Linked DNA regions of Mus musculus: region 2 is linked to region 1. A link is a contact called in public HiChIP or PLAC-seq data. All regions are on one chromosome and are shown on one strand. The core of a region is the stretch at or near the end of the contact, and the rest is flanking DNA. Distances in the headings are between cores, read along the strand shown.

Evidence for each region. HiChIP or PLAC-seq counts read pairs in DNA pulled down with a chosen protein or histone mark.
Region 2: a contact with region 1 is called in a CTCF HiChIP or PLAC-seq map of the NIH/3T3 cell line, with 5 read pairs. The contact joins two enhancer-like sites. A contact is called at or near these places in 1 of 15 datasets of contacts at CTCF or cohesin (the NIH/3T3 cell line) and 2 of 9 other capture datasets (adipose tissue and embryonic stem cells).

What each region holds. Positions count from the first base shown.
Region 1 is chr5:20,927,502-20,934,832 of GRCm38.p6, forward strand. It overlaps Rsbn1l (round spermatid basic protein 1-like), which reads right to left. Exons shown (of 8, transcript NM_001080977.1): 2 at 119-229. Among named protein-coding and RNA genes, the nearest start is that of A630072M18Rik, 20 kb to the right of the region's middle. Within about 2 kb of position 2,625, at least 73 of the 459 cell types and tissues checked have an H3K27ac peak or open chromatin away from gene starts, as enhancers often do. A contact at or near this core is called in the NIH/3T3 cell line, where this site is marked.
Region 2 is chr5:21,583,180-21,590,510 of GRCm38.p6, forward strand. Fbxl13 (F-box and leucine-rich repeat protein 13) reads right to left here. Exons shown (of 21, transcript NM_001199632.1): 8 at 2,019-2,114. Among named protein-coding and RNA genes, the nearest start is that of Lrrc17, 43 kb to the left of the region's middle. Within about 2 kb of position 3,727, at least 40 of the 459 cell types and tissues checked have an H3K27ac peak or open chromatin away from gene starts, as enhancers often do. A contact at or near this core is called in the NIH/3T3 cell line, where this site is marked.

The sequences.
Region 1 (7,331 bases), core at 1,375-3,874:
CAGCATAATTACTCTTAGCAAATATTGGTATCAAGTAACACTTCTTATTTTAACAGCTTGGCTAATAAATATACTGGATAGTATACAATGTAGAAAACATTCACTCAATATAACTTACTTTTCAGTAAAATCTTTACATCTCCATTTTCTTTCTTGATCTCACTCATTACTTTATGCTTCTTTTTCTCTCTCTCTTTGTCTTTCTCTTTAATTTTGTCTTTGATTTTATCTGAAAGGCAAAAAAATATTTTAAAATGCTACAATCTTTTTTTTCTCCATGAACTTTAATTCAATTTCTAGAGGTATAAAATACATAAGCATGTTGAGCCTGATGGTGCACGCCTTTGACTCCAACAGAAAGGAAAGCTGAGGCAGGCAGACCTCAGTGAGCAGGAGGCTAGCCTGTCTACACAGCAAGTTCCAGGATACCCAAGGGAACATGATGACACCTGGTCTCCAAAAAGAAACAACCAAAATTGAAAGCAAAATAAACACAGTACATCCAAAAACCATGACTGAAGAAAAAAAGTGCTTTTTTTTCTTTTTTGGTTATACCTGAAAACTTCTACATTTCTTCTTTCATTGGACATACAATATATATCAAAATTTATCATGCACATTTAATTTCTTTTTTTAATTTATTTATTTATGCTACGTAAGTACACTGCAGCTGTCTTCAGACACCCCAGAAGAGGGCATCAGATTGCATTACGGATGGTTGTGAGCCACCATGTGGTTGCTGGGATTTGAACCCGGGACCTACAGAAGAGCAGTCAGTGCTCTTAACCACTGAGCCATCTCTCCAGCCCCACATTTAATTTCAATGATTATTTTTTCATTGATTTTATGTCAACCAAAATATAGGAGTAATTTCAAATCACATAAAATAATTGGCTAAACTGGAATGGACAAGTATTCTGAAAAGTTACGGCTCTAAACTTAGGCACATTCGTATTGTTAGCAAATGTCCAAACCTGAGAAATGATGCTGGACGGCATCCTCATGACTACACAAGCTAGAGACTAAGGTCCCTCACCCTTCTGCATTTTAAGAAGAACATGACTAACATGGCTAACTAGTGTTACTGTGGTAATAAATTATGGGTAGTAAGAACTCATTGATGGAGCCAGTCAGTGGTGGCACACGCCTTTAATTCCAGCACTCAAGAGGCAGAGGCAGGTGAATCTGTGTTTAAGGGTTTAAGGCCAGTCTGATCTACAGTGAGTTCCAAGATGGCCAGAGCTACACAGAGAAACCCCGTGTTGAAACAAACAAACAAACACAACATGGGCTGAAGAGATGGCTCAGTGGTTAAGAGCACTGACTGCTCTTCCAGAGGTTCTGAGTTCAATTGCCAGCAACCTCATGGTGGCTCACAGCCAAATGTAAAAAGATCTGACACCCTCTTCTGGAGTGTCTGAAGACAGCTACAGTATACTTACATATAATAAGTAAGTAAATCTTTAAAAAAAACAAAAAACAAAAGAAAGGAAATCAAAAAACAAACAAACAAACAAACAAACCCATTGATTTATATCCTAAAACTCCAAATGGCTTTATGAAATGCATACTACCTTATTGTTCTTGTTTACTCACTCAGTTTCCTATGACTCTAGCCAAGGGTAAATATATACAAAATAAAAACAAAGTAATACTGCCCTTCCCTTCAAAAGCTGGTTGTTGTTGCTATTGCTACAAAGCTATAACAGAAGCACACAACCTAGTAAAATGGAATCTTTGCAATGTATATGGATACTGTAGAATCCCTTAAAAACTTCTTACTTTAGTAAGCATCACCCTAATCCAGGCTATAATCATATGATAACTAGATGATGATCTCAGCTCGAACTTACCAACAGAAACATAATGTCATCTGCAAATTTGCGTTTTTCAGCAGTCACATTAAAAGAATAACAAGTAGCGGTGAAATTACTTTTAGTAACACATTTTATTTAGCCCAATACATATATAACATCACTTCAAGTTGTTTTTAAATTACTGAACTATTTTCCTTTCTCTTGTCTCTCTTCTTTGTCTGTCTCTGTCTATCTGTGTGTGTAGGGGGCGGGGGTTAAGAGAGCGAGAGATCGGGAGTGGGGTACATGCCACAGCATGCATTGGAGGTCAGAAGACAACTTTATAGAGTCAGTCCACTCCTTGAACTTTTACAGGAATTCCAGAGATTAAATTCAGGCCATCAAGCTTATGCAACAAGTGCCTTGACCGGCTCTGCTGTCTCACCAGCACTGAAATCTGAAACTCAATCCTAACCGCCTCCTTTAAATTACATGCAATTCTGTAACATGAAAAGTTGCGATAACGTGATGTTGTTACTTGCTCAAAAGACAGAAGTTCAAGGTTAGGCACTGCAAGCTTGGTAACTAACAAACTTTCAGATACCTACTCTCAGCTGTCAATTTTCCATGTTGTCATGTCTCCATCCCTTCATAAGTAAGGGCTTATAATGGAAACAGGATCTTGGCACTGCTGGTTTCTTTAACACATTGTTCCTGAGAGGACTGGTTCTTTATCAGTTTTGATTTATTTATTTTCATGACCAAGAATAGCCGGTTGTAGGTAATGACTCATGTCTTTAATCCCAGCATATGAAAGGCGAATGCTGGCAGATCTCTGAGTTTGAGGCCAGCCTGGCCTACATGGTGAATTCCAAGACAGCCAGAGCTACATAGTGAGAACATGACTCAAAAAACGTAGTTTTATCCTTCACAGTCTAACCTAAAGCTTAGAATAAACTTTCTCACTTGTCTCTCATCATAACCCTTATAATGACAGCAAGAATTATTCTACTGTAGAACAGCACAGAGTTTGGAAAGTCACACTTCCCATAAGTGCAATTTAGAAAGTGTAAAAAGGTATCAAGACAGTTACTGTCAATAACAACAACCAAAAATCAGGAGAATAAAACTGGGTGTTCAGAAACAAGCCCACCTTACAGGCAGCTCAGTTTTCACAATGGAGACAAAAGAATCTTTTCAACAGACAGCACTACACCTGGATAGTCACATTCAAAACAAAAGAGGAACTCCTGAGACTCCTAGAAGGCAGCCTAGGAGACCTACATGGTGTATGTCCTTGTAGGGGGCAGGGAGATACTGCATAAAGGCATAGTGTGCCAAGGAAAAGAACTGATAGTCTAGACTCATTAACATTCTTTAACAGCCACTATCAAGAGAACAGAAAGGCAAACCACAGAAGAGAGATAGATCTGATCAACCTCTACTATTCAATGTAGACTCCTCTTACAATTCAACAAAAATGCCAGACTTTAAAATGGGTCAAAGACTTCCCCATAAAAACTGTGCAGAAGACAAATAAGCACGCATGCAAAGGTGTGTGTCACATCGTCTGTCACCAAAACTACAAAACACAGCATGTCACCACATGACTATAAAATTGGCCAAACCCCAGAACATTGTCAGCACCATTAAATACCAGTAAACACCAGGAACAGGAATTCTCATTCGTTGCTAGTGGGAATGCAAGACACTACGTAGGAAGACTGTTTGCAGATATAATCCAAGAGCTAAAACCTTACTTTCACACAACAACACATAAATAAGTAGTTATACCAGGTTCATTCATAATTATCCAAAAACAGAAGGAAGCAACCAAGATATTCTTCAGTGGATGAATGTAAACTCTGGTGCATCCAAACAATTCGATATTCTTCAGCACCAAAAAGAGACAGGAGCTATCAAGCCATGCAAAGACATAGGAAAATGTACATGAGCATTACTAACTGAAAGAATACAGTGTAAAATGCCACATGCTACATAACTTTAACAACACAGCAATCTAGAAAAGCCTGGAGCTTGATTGCCAGCCATTCTAAAAAAATTGGCAAGCCTTAGGATCCAGTGAGAAAATCTGTCCCATAAAAATAAAAAAACAGTTTAAAAAAAAAGTAAGGGCCACCAAGATGGCTTACGTGTAAGGCACCTGACCACACTGACCTCACATGAAGGTACAAAGTGAGAACCACGCCCACCGAAGCTGTCCCTTATCTCCACACAGAAACCACAGCATGTGCATGCCTGCACTCACACTAGCAAAAACAATAAAATATGGTGGCTCCCAAAGCATGACACCCAGAAGGACATCTGGCCTCCCCATGCATGCACACAAAACAAACAACAAAAACTGTCTAGAACAGATAGAAACTAGATAAAATATTCCTGAAATAGTACATGAAAACAGAGAGACTATCATATGTATATGTATGCATATATGAATACACACCTATCTATCTATCTATCTATCTATATTTTTTCACATGCACACACATTCAAATATCCATCCACATAATCAGATATTTAAACAAGGGAACTTTATATATATATGTGTAAATATATATGTAATATAATTACATATACATATAATATTGTATATTATACTGATAGGTAATATGTAATATGTATATTATATCATGTATATCTTTTAAAAGTGTTGATTTCCAAGTTGTTCTTTGCTAAACAGTGGAGTGATCAGTCACTCAAGAACTAGAACAATGAACTCTGCTCAAGAAAATACAGTAGTAAACAAAAAGTAAAGTAAGGCAGGGCAAGGGGTGGGGGCTCACACCTCTAATCCCAGCACTTGGGAGGCAGGCAGATAGATCTCTGAGAGTACAAGACCAGCCTGGTCTACAAAGCGAGTTCCAGGACAGTTAGGGTTGCAGGAGAAATTCTGTCTCAAAACAAAAAACAAAAACAAAACCCAAAAATGAAAAATAAAGTAAATAAAAGTAGAGGACATGCGCACCCGCCTTAGAAGGCGGCCAGTCTACATTAAGTACAAACAGGATGACAACAAAACAGGACTCCCAAGAACAGTACTCAGGACCAACCCAGCCCTATAGAAGAGCATCTCTGAGCCTGGAGGTGCTGGCGCACGCCTTTAATCCCAGAACTTGGGAGGAAGAGGCAGGTGGATTTCTGAGTTCGAGGCCAGCCTGGTCTACAGAGTGAGTTCCAGGACAGCCAGGGCTACACAGAGAAACCCTGTCTCAGAAAAAACAAAACCAAAAAACAAAAAAGAAGGGCATCTCTGATCTGGATAAGTTACATCTGCAAACACATTATAAAAATTACAAACACTGGTTATTTGACTAAGATATGGGAAATGAGAGAAATAAGCTGAATTAGGGGTTGGGGACATAGCTCAACTGATAAAGCACTTCCCCAAAATGCACACAGCCCTGCATCAACCCCCAGCACAGGTAAACCACATGTGGTGGCTCACATCTGTAATCCCGACACTGAGGAGAGAGGCGGAGACAGGAAGATCACTCTATCCCATGACCCACACATTTAGAAAAAAGGAAGTTCTTTTAACAGCTTCACTAGTTGCTTGCTGGGGAAACAACTCAACAATAAAAGAACTTACTGCTTTTTCAAAGGACCAAAGCTCAAATTCCCAGTACCCACATGGTAGTTCACAGCAATCTCTAACTCCAGTTCGGAGAATCCCACAAGAATGCACGTGGTATACATATGTACATGCAGGGAGAATATTTATACACATAAAGTAAAATATATAGATCTGAAAGAAAAAACTAAAAGGCTCATTAGAATTTTATTTGAGCATCATAAAATTTCAAACTGAGCCCGGCAGTGGTGTTACACGCTTTTAATCCCAACACTTGGGAGGCAGAGGCAGGTGGATTTCTGAGTTTGAAGCCAACCTGGTCTATAGAGTGAGTTCCAGGACAGCCAGGGCTACACAGAGAAACCCGGTCTCGGAGGAAGGAAAAAAAAAAAAAATCAAACTGGAAGCTCTTATGAAATACAGAAAAATCCATTCTAAAGCTTTCAGCTATTATATATTTTGAAGCAAAAATTCAAATAGGATTCATATTATCAATTCTAACTATCCTGACTGAGCCTTAAGTCAAGACCCTCATAATGAAGTTCATGAAATCAACTGATCTGAGCAACCACACTGAAATCTCCCTGTTCCTCCCACATCCAGCTAAGAATAATACATTGTTGGAAATAGATCAGCGAGCAAGCCAGAAAAAGAAGAAAAAATGAAGAAGCAGAATGGACAGTGGATGTGCAAAATGAAATGAAGTAGAAGACAAGGGGACTGGAGAGATGGCTCAGTGGTTAAGAGCACCAACTACTCTTCTGTAGGTCCTGAGTTCAAATCCCAGCAACCACATGGTGGCTCACAACCATTCATTAACAAGATCTGATGCCCTCTTCTGGAGTGTCTGAAGACAGCTACAGTGTACTTACATGTAATAAATGAATAAATCTTAAAAAAAAAAACTTTATAAAAAAAAGAAAGTCAACACATTTATTAAAAAAAATAAGTAGAAGAGAAAGGAGATGAAGGCAACTGAGAAAAGAAAAGAACTCTATGAGCAGGGACGAGGGCAGAGAGGATTTCACACAGCCTCTCCCTGGCACACAGCTAAGAAAAGTTACCAACCCCAGCAAGTCACCCCTTCCCTCTTCAGGGGATAAACACTGGCCTCTCCATCAAATTCTCTCATCGTATTTCAGTGATATTGTAATATACCTACCTAATTCTCACACTCCTGTCATCTAAACCCGAACTTCCCTCTAGAGTCTGTCTTAAGTATCTTTCCTATACTCCTGCAACTTACATGATTAAGTAAGTGACTCTCCAGATATGCCTAGCCAGTCTCTGCCAAACTCCACACCTTCATTCCTTAAGAAATTCTTACAATTTGTCATGGTTCATTGCCTTTCCTGAGGAAGGGTGTGAAGAAGAACAAGGACAACAAGTGCATGTGACATGAAGGCAGAGATAGTTAGTGTAGCAGGAGGAGGCATCAAAAGGGGAGAATAAACCAAATCGGATATATGAAAATATCCTAACAAAAGCCATTGGTCTGCTTAGTAATTTTTAAAAAGCTGAAACTATGAGTGTCTCAATGGGGCAACACATTAATTAAACCTCATCATGGCTCTCTATTGCTTAAAATAAATTGAGCAAATGCAACTTGCTTCTGTCTACCTAAATAAAGAAAATGCCATTGGTGTTAGCTCACTTCGGAGATTGATGAAGGAAACTGTTTAATAGGTCCAGGCTTAGGAAAACAGGTACAGCTATGTCTCACAAAATAGCAGGGAGAGAGATAGCATGATAAATAGGAGACTTCAGAAGTTTCTCTATTCTCCCTTTTGTTATTTGAAAGACTGTTAAGTAGAGAATGGCTGTCATTTTCTTTGACCTATCCCTCATGTGAACACACGAGTTCTGCAAAGGAAGAAGCATTACTGAATGTGTTTCCCCCACCTCAGACAGCCGTAGGATGATGGGCTGTTGCAGAAGACTGG
Region 2 (7,331 bases), core at 2,477-4,976, 660 kb after region 1:
ACAACAAACCTTTTCAAGCTGTGTAAGGTGTATAAATAAGCTTGCTTGAATCTGAATCTGTCAGGGCACCAGCATGCACACAAGACACAAGACACGCGTACACACAGCCTGGCATTTTCTGACATGAACTTCTAGGCTTTTATTTTTATACTATTATTTTCCTAAGACTGTTTCTATATTCTTTTTATAAGATGGAAACCATTGTACTTCTCATTCCAAAGAGACTGAGAAGTCTTGTGGCCAACAGTAAAAATGAAGCCTACATTGTCCCTTGGAGACTTCTTATGTCTTATGTCTGTGAATGATGCTGTAATCTCAACAACTGTCAGCCAAGGTTCAGGGACTGTTCTTAGTATCATTTTCCCCGTTTTCTAAAGTTAGTTCATAGCTGACTTCATCACTTTCCCTCAGTGATAATGACTAGAAGACTGATGATACCACGGACTGGAACTGACCTGTGGCCAGGTGATCAGGCACTAGGTATGAAATCTGTTATGCTTTTTCATAGAAAATAAGAGGAGAGGACAAGGTGCCAGCAATTCCAAATGAAAGTCAGCTCGGTGCACATCCATCCATCCCGTCAGGACACCATCCACTCCTGACTGTCCTATTGTACTGTTCTCATGGCGAGCCATACTGCTGAGGTGCTAACAAACTAGACACACCTGTCTTGGCTTTGAGTTTAAGAAAGAGATTCTAAAACCTGAGCCTACAGCTGATCATCTGGAAGGATTGTGAAGACAGGCTGTTGATCGCTACTCCTGAGTTCAGTAAACAGAGCATGTGCGGGGAGGAGAGGTGGGGGGTAGCCTGCAAGTTTGTATCTCCCACAGGCTCTCAGGTGATGCTGATGCTATTGATCTCAGGACCACACTCAGCGAATAAGATGGTTTAAAGTAACAAGTCTCTTAATTTCCCTGTGAGTTTTCTAGTGTGGCACAATTATAAGGAGGCAGTGAGAAAGTGAAATAAGAAATCAAGCGTTCAAACCTTGGGTGTTTCAAACAAAAGCTTAAACTTACAGCTAAAAATAGTCAGTATCTGTTTATTAGTTTTCCTGTTTATCTATCAGCCCTGACTACTCAAAATCCATATAAACACCCTCTCTCATGGGTTCTATATGCCACCAGCCATGTTCCGTAAGGAAACTCCTTCTCTGTTTTAGAACCAACCTTACTGTTATGAGCTATGAGATGGTAATTACAAATCATACACTCTAACTGTTCCCCCCGCCCCCAGGGCTAAAGAGATGGCTCAGTGGTAAGAGCACTGGCTGCTCTTCTAGAGGAGCCAGGTTCAGTTCCTAGCAGTCATGAGATGGCTTACAGTCTTCTGAAACTCCCTTCCCGAAGAATATAATGCCTCTTCAGCATGGCAGGTACCAGGCGTGCAGGTGGCACACAGATGGAGGTAAAATACCCATACACATAAAATAATTATAAAAAACTAATAATAAAGTTTTTTTTCTTTTTCTTTTTGAGGAGTAGGAAGGGTTAAGGCAGTGTCTCACTATATAGCCCTGGCTGTCCTAGAACTCACTAAGTAGACCAGGTTGACCTTGAACTCAGAGCTTTGCCTGCCTCACTCTTGAGTGCTGGGATTATTGCTCAAATGCTTCCTTTTTAAAAGTTTTCTTTCTCATAGTAAGAGCTCAACGTAGAACCTGCCTTCATCAGCAGGAAGAAGTTGACAAATAACGAGGCAAGGGTAAGGTGTAGCTTACCCAGCAAAATGGGTCTTTGCTTCAGTCTAAAAAGAATATCCAACTCACATATTCCACCATTTAAAATTTAAAATTCAGATACATCTCTTAAGATACTGTTACTCTAAATTTCTACCTCTTCCTCCAGCAAAACCAAACAGCCAACAAACCAAAAACACAAACAAAAAGCCCTTTCTGATGATGGCCACAGAGAAGGGTGGGGGAGCAGGAAGGAGGCCCCCTTACTACAGGGCCTTCCGGAAGACAATCCCCATGTGCCCGTGAGAAGACCACAGTGCCCTGCACGGCTACTCACAGAGTTCCACAAGGAGCCTCTCTGAATCATCGCCATCCAGGAGCGGTTGACTCGACTGCACGCCATCATGTCTTTAAAGGTGAGGTACAAGAAAATCTAAACACAGAGAAGAAAAACATCATTTTGACTGATACCTGAATTTTGGTGTAGTTCTTCCATTGTGTGTGTGTGTGTGTGTGTGTGTGTTAACAGCAATATCTTCTGTATATTAGATAAGGCTAGAGTTACATTTCAAGGGAGGAATGTTTTCTTTGTTTTGGTTTGGTTTGTTTGTTTTTGTTTTTTGTTTTTTTGTTTTTTCGAGACAGGGTTTCTCTGTATAGCCCTGGCTGTCCTGGAACTCACTCTGTAGACCAGGCTGGCCTCGAACTCAGAAATCTGCCTGCCTCTGCCTCCCAAATGCTGGGATTAAAGGCGTGCGTCACCACTGCCCGGCTTCCTCAGACTCTTATAAACATAAATCTGGGAATTTTTTTAAAGCTGCATCATAAACTATATTCTTACAGTGAATTAAACAAAGTACTAGGTGGAACTCTATAATGTAGTCTCTGTTCATAGTTCTTTACAATATTTTATTACTATTGAGCTGCAAACTCTGTAGAAAGTTTTATATAAACCACTTGAAAATATGATCATGTGATAGTTCAAACTGATAGCTACAGAAAGATAGCAAAAAGATGAGCATGCTTGTTTTCTGCATGAAGGAAGTATTCTGGAAGAAAGCTAGTGATCTTTCTCTAAATAGTAGCTAAAACACAGAACTCATTTAATAATTGCTAAGATGAACTGCATTTTCCTAAAGTTATGATATTCTTAGGAAAGCTCAATAAACCCATCTGGTTTCCATCTCTGGATAAGTAGCAGATTGGGAAAAAATATTCTTGATACAAAACATCAATAAATACTAAAACAAATTTTAAACATAACTTGAATTTTTTTTTAAGTAAAGAAAGTTTATAAATCCAGACTGACAAGCACTCCTGGTACAAGTGTCTGGAAGGCAATAGGGATGGTTTCATGACAAATGAGCTCTGTAAGCCTATGCAGACACAGGAGACAGTCACCACACTTATCCAACAGAGGCACATACTACACATTATAATGCCGTTGGAATAAAAATAAACCCTCCCCCAAAGAACTGGTAAGCAAAGACCAGCTGCCATGCCTGCTTTAACTGTTTATGGAATCCACCTGAAATCTATGATCTTTGCAGCTGGATTTGATATATTAGCATGAAACATGGTTCCAAATTGAAAATAACCCCTGGGACATTGGTCAGAAATAAATCATTTTCTCTAAAGAGACACAAACTGGAGCCAAGCATTACAGAACTGCCACAAATTAAGCCCAAATAAAACTAAAGGCTAACCAACACGAGGAGAAAATCCAGTAAGCGTAAACAGAAATGAAAACATCACTGGTCAGACTGTGATCATAAAACTCCTAAGTTTTAAGTTTAAGGTAATCAATACAAGGAAGACAGCATTCTTGAGAAAGATACTGTCAAAAAAGACTAAAATCTAAAATTAAATAGGAGTAAGAGAGAAAGTGCACACACACACACACACTTTCCGAAGAATATTGAAATCCCCAAAGGGGTGGAGGATACAAATAGTTCATGATGAGCAAAGAATCTAACCAGTACATAGCTACCCACACTAACCTTGTAAAACAGTAGTGTGACTAAAGCATTAGAGGAGAGACTGCTCAACAGTTAAGAATGCTTTGCTGAGCCTGAGGACCCAATTTGGGTGGCTTACAACTGCGGGTAACATCCACTCCAGGGGACCCACTGCCCTCTGCTGGCCTCTTCAGCACCTGCACTCTCAAATTTTAAAGAGACTAAACACTAGATGATAATAACCTAAGAATGGAGAGAGCAATCACGACTAAACTATTCTAAATTCGGTTTTCGCTCAGGAAGAAAACTATACCTATTCGTTCACATTGTTATTGCCTAAAAAGTGTGCATGTTGTGCTGGCTTCGGGTTAAGCAATACAAAGAAGTATAGTTCTTGAGTGAGGAGGATCTAAAAACTCAGGAAGCACTCCACACTTCTCAAACTGCCTTCTGAATATTTATATTTACACTCATCGACAAATGCTACTTGCAGGGGGTGTTTTTGTGCACTGTGTATTCAAATGCTAATATCTGCACCCAGAGACCTGGATGCAGCCAGGACTTGCTATAATATTAATTTACATATATGTATAATTAGATATTTTCTTTATTTACATTTCAAATGTTATCCCCTTTCCTAGTTTCCCCTCCGAAAACCCCCTCCCCCCTCCCCGTGCTCCCCAACCCACCCACTCCCATTCCTGGTCCTGGCATTCCCCTATACTGAGGCATAGAACCTTTACAGGACTTGTCCTCTCATTGATGGCCGACTAGGCCATCCTCTGCTACATATACAGCTAGAGCCACAAGTTCCACCATGTGTTTTCTTTGATTGGTGCTTTAGTCCCAAGGAGCTCTGGGGGTACTGGTTAGTTCATATGGTTGTTTCTCCTATGGGGCTGCAGACCCCTTCAGCTCTTTGGCTACTTTCTCTAGCTCCTTCATTGGCTATTGTCCTTATTAAGAAGTATTTCCTGACTCGGTTTTTGTTTTGTTTTTTTTGTAAAACATTGTTCTTCATCGTCTTCTGATTGGTCAATAAAGAGCTGATCAGCCTATAGCTGACAGGAGAGAAGGCGGGACTTCCGTGCCTTGAAACAGGCTGAGGTTCTTGGAGACCAGGGAGTCTACCAGAAGACAGCGAAGCCAAAGTGAGAGGAAGACTGCATGTAACCCCTCGTGGCTCAGGAAGTAGGCCTGGGCAACATAGTCGGGTTAGAATAGATCAGAATCTGCCCAGCTGTAGTGCTTGAAGCCTTTAATAACTATCAAGGTGTCCATGTCATTATTCAGGAACAAGGGCAGGTATAGAAAAGCCGGAACTTTTACAGCTACTCTTGGCCTTAATGAGAGAATACTTTCTAGTGGACACTGGTGAGCACAGAGATTTCAAAACGATGAGAATATGTGATGGCGGAGGGCCTATCCCTAATCAGTGTATTTATACCACGCTCTCAGAGGATGCAGCAGAAGAGAGGCAGGAAGAATGCAAGAGCGGCAAGATACGGAAGGGCGATGGATAACTAACTCCATCTGGGCAGGACACGGACTCTCAGCAGCTGCAGATGTCTGTGCGGGGTCTGCACAAAAAAACGGGCCTGTCAACACCTAGGCATGGGCGGAACAGCTCAGGCGCCTCCAGTCACCGCTGAAGTATTTGCTACTGATACACTCAGGGAGAGGGACAGCCATGCTCTTCAGTTGTGTGTCCACTAGTGGCCTCACCTGTGGATGGTTCCAACCTAGTGTTCACGCAGATGTCTCTGGGTAAACTGAGCGGGTCATAAAACAAAGGCAAAAGTCATGAATCTGGGGAAAGCATGTGGTAGAGATTTCGAGGGCAGGGTTAGTAGGGACGGGAGGCAGGAGAATGTGAAAGAGAGTACTAGAACACATTACATATATGTAAGAAATTTCAAAGAACACAATTATTTTTTTAAAGAAGCACATATTTTAAAAACGAGTAATCATTGAAAAAAACGGCAGGAAAATATTGTATATTTTCTAAACATAAACGTAGGAAAAGTGTTAAAACTCACTTTTTAAAAAGGCATGAAGAAAAAAGTCTATAAAATACAATATTTTATGACTACCTATAAAATGAAATAAGAACCCACGAATATCAATAGTCACATGTGGTTTTTTCTTTTTTCTAAACAGAGTCTTATGTAGCCCAGGCTAGCCATTCCTGATCTTCCTATCTCAGTCTCTCCAATGCAGGGATTATAGGCGTGCTGATATCACTACACTCAGGAAAAGTCACAATCAGTTATTGAAAATTCACCAGTTAGAAGACAAAAATCACAGCTTAATAATGCTTTTTGCTCTGATATTTTCCTTGAGTACTAACATCTCATTTTTATTCATTTGGCTTACTATTATAATTTAGGTAAATTTTAAAATCTTATGAAAAGACATACTTTAACTAATAAAAGCAATTATCCAGACACTTCACTAGAGATGTCCAACAGTGCATGAGTCCCCACAACATGGCTGCAGAGCCACCAGGAGAGCCTGACTGACCCATAGTGATGACACCTCGGTATCTGGTAGATGGGGGTGGGGAAATCAACCTCTCTGCATCTCTCAGCTCTTCTGGAAAAGGCCCTGGCTGGCATGATATGGGAAGCTCACAGTAAGAGGTGAGACAGGGGCTGGAGAGATGGCTCAATGGTTAAGAGCATGGACTGCTCTTCCAGAGGTCCTGAGTTCAATTCCCATCACCCACATGGTAGCTCACAACCATCTGTAATAGGATCTGATGCCCTCTTCTGGTGTGTCTGAGGACAGCTACAGTGTACTAATGTATATTAAGTAAATAATTCCTTTTTTAAAGGATTTATTTATTTATTATATATAAGTTTCTGGGATATGAACTCAGGACCTCTGGAACAGCAGTCAATGCTCTTAACCGCTGAGCCATCTCTCCAGCCCCAAATAAATAATTCTTAAAAAAAAAAAAAAAAAAGAGGTGAGACAGTTCACCCTTGAAGAGTATTTTACTGTCGACAAACCCCCAGGATCAGATCTGTACCTGGGTAACTGATCTGGTCCAAAAGGACAACAAACTGGATTAGCTTGTACATTATCTGCCATCATATCACTTGAAGAGGCAGGGAGATTGTGAGTTTCAGGACCTCTAGTGTTTATTGAGACTTTCTTTCAATAATAAGTGGATAAATAAATAAATAAACAAGCAAACCTGTTTTCTTCCACAAAATTCACATAGCTACCCCGTAGGAAGATCCTGGGTAACTTATATCTCTGGGTCATCAAAGTTAGAGTCCCTAGAGCTCACCCAGCCCTTGGAAAGGAATATTGCAAGAGGCCCTGATTCTCTCTTTTCTTTTCAGGGATCCTGACATTTCAGGAGAGGTGTCCTGATAATCCAGGCTAACTGTCCCATCTCAAGACCCTTAATCACATCTGAAAAAAGGATTGTGCCATGTAAGGTGGCACATTCAAAGGTTCTCAAGATTAGGACAGAGACACACTTGGGAGGTTCTGTATTGTCCTGTGGAATAGCAAACACTAATTCAAGAAAGCAGGGAAGAAAAGGCCATCAGGAGACTTTAATTCCACGTGCTATGCTTGCTGGACTATGCCAGGGGTCAGCACACTGCTGTTCATTAGATTTCCTTGCATGTCTGAAGGAGCTTACAGTCTCACTTTTGAATAAAAGTCTTAGGAAT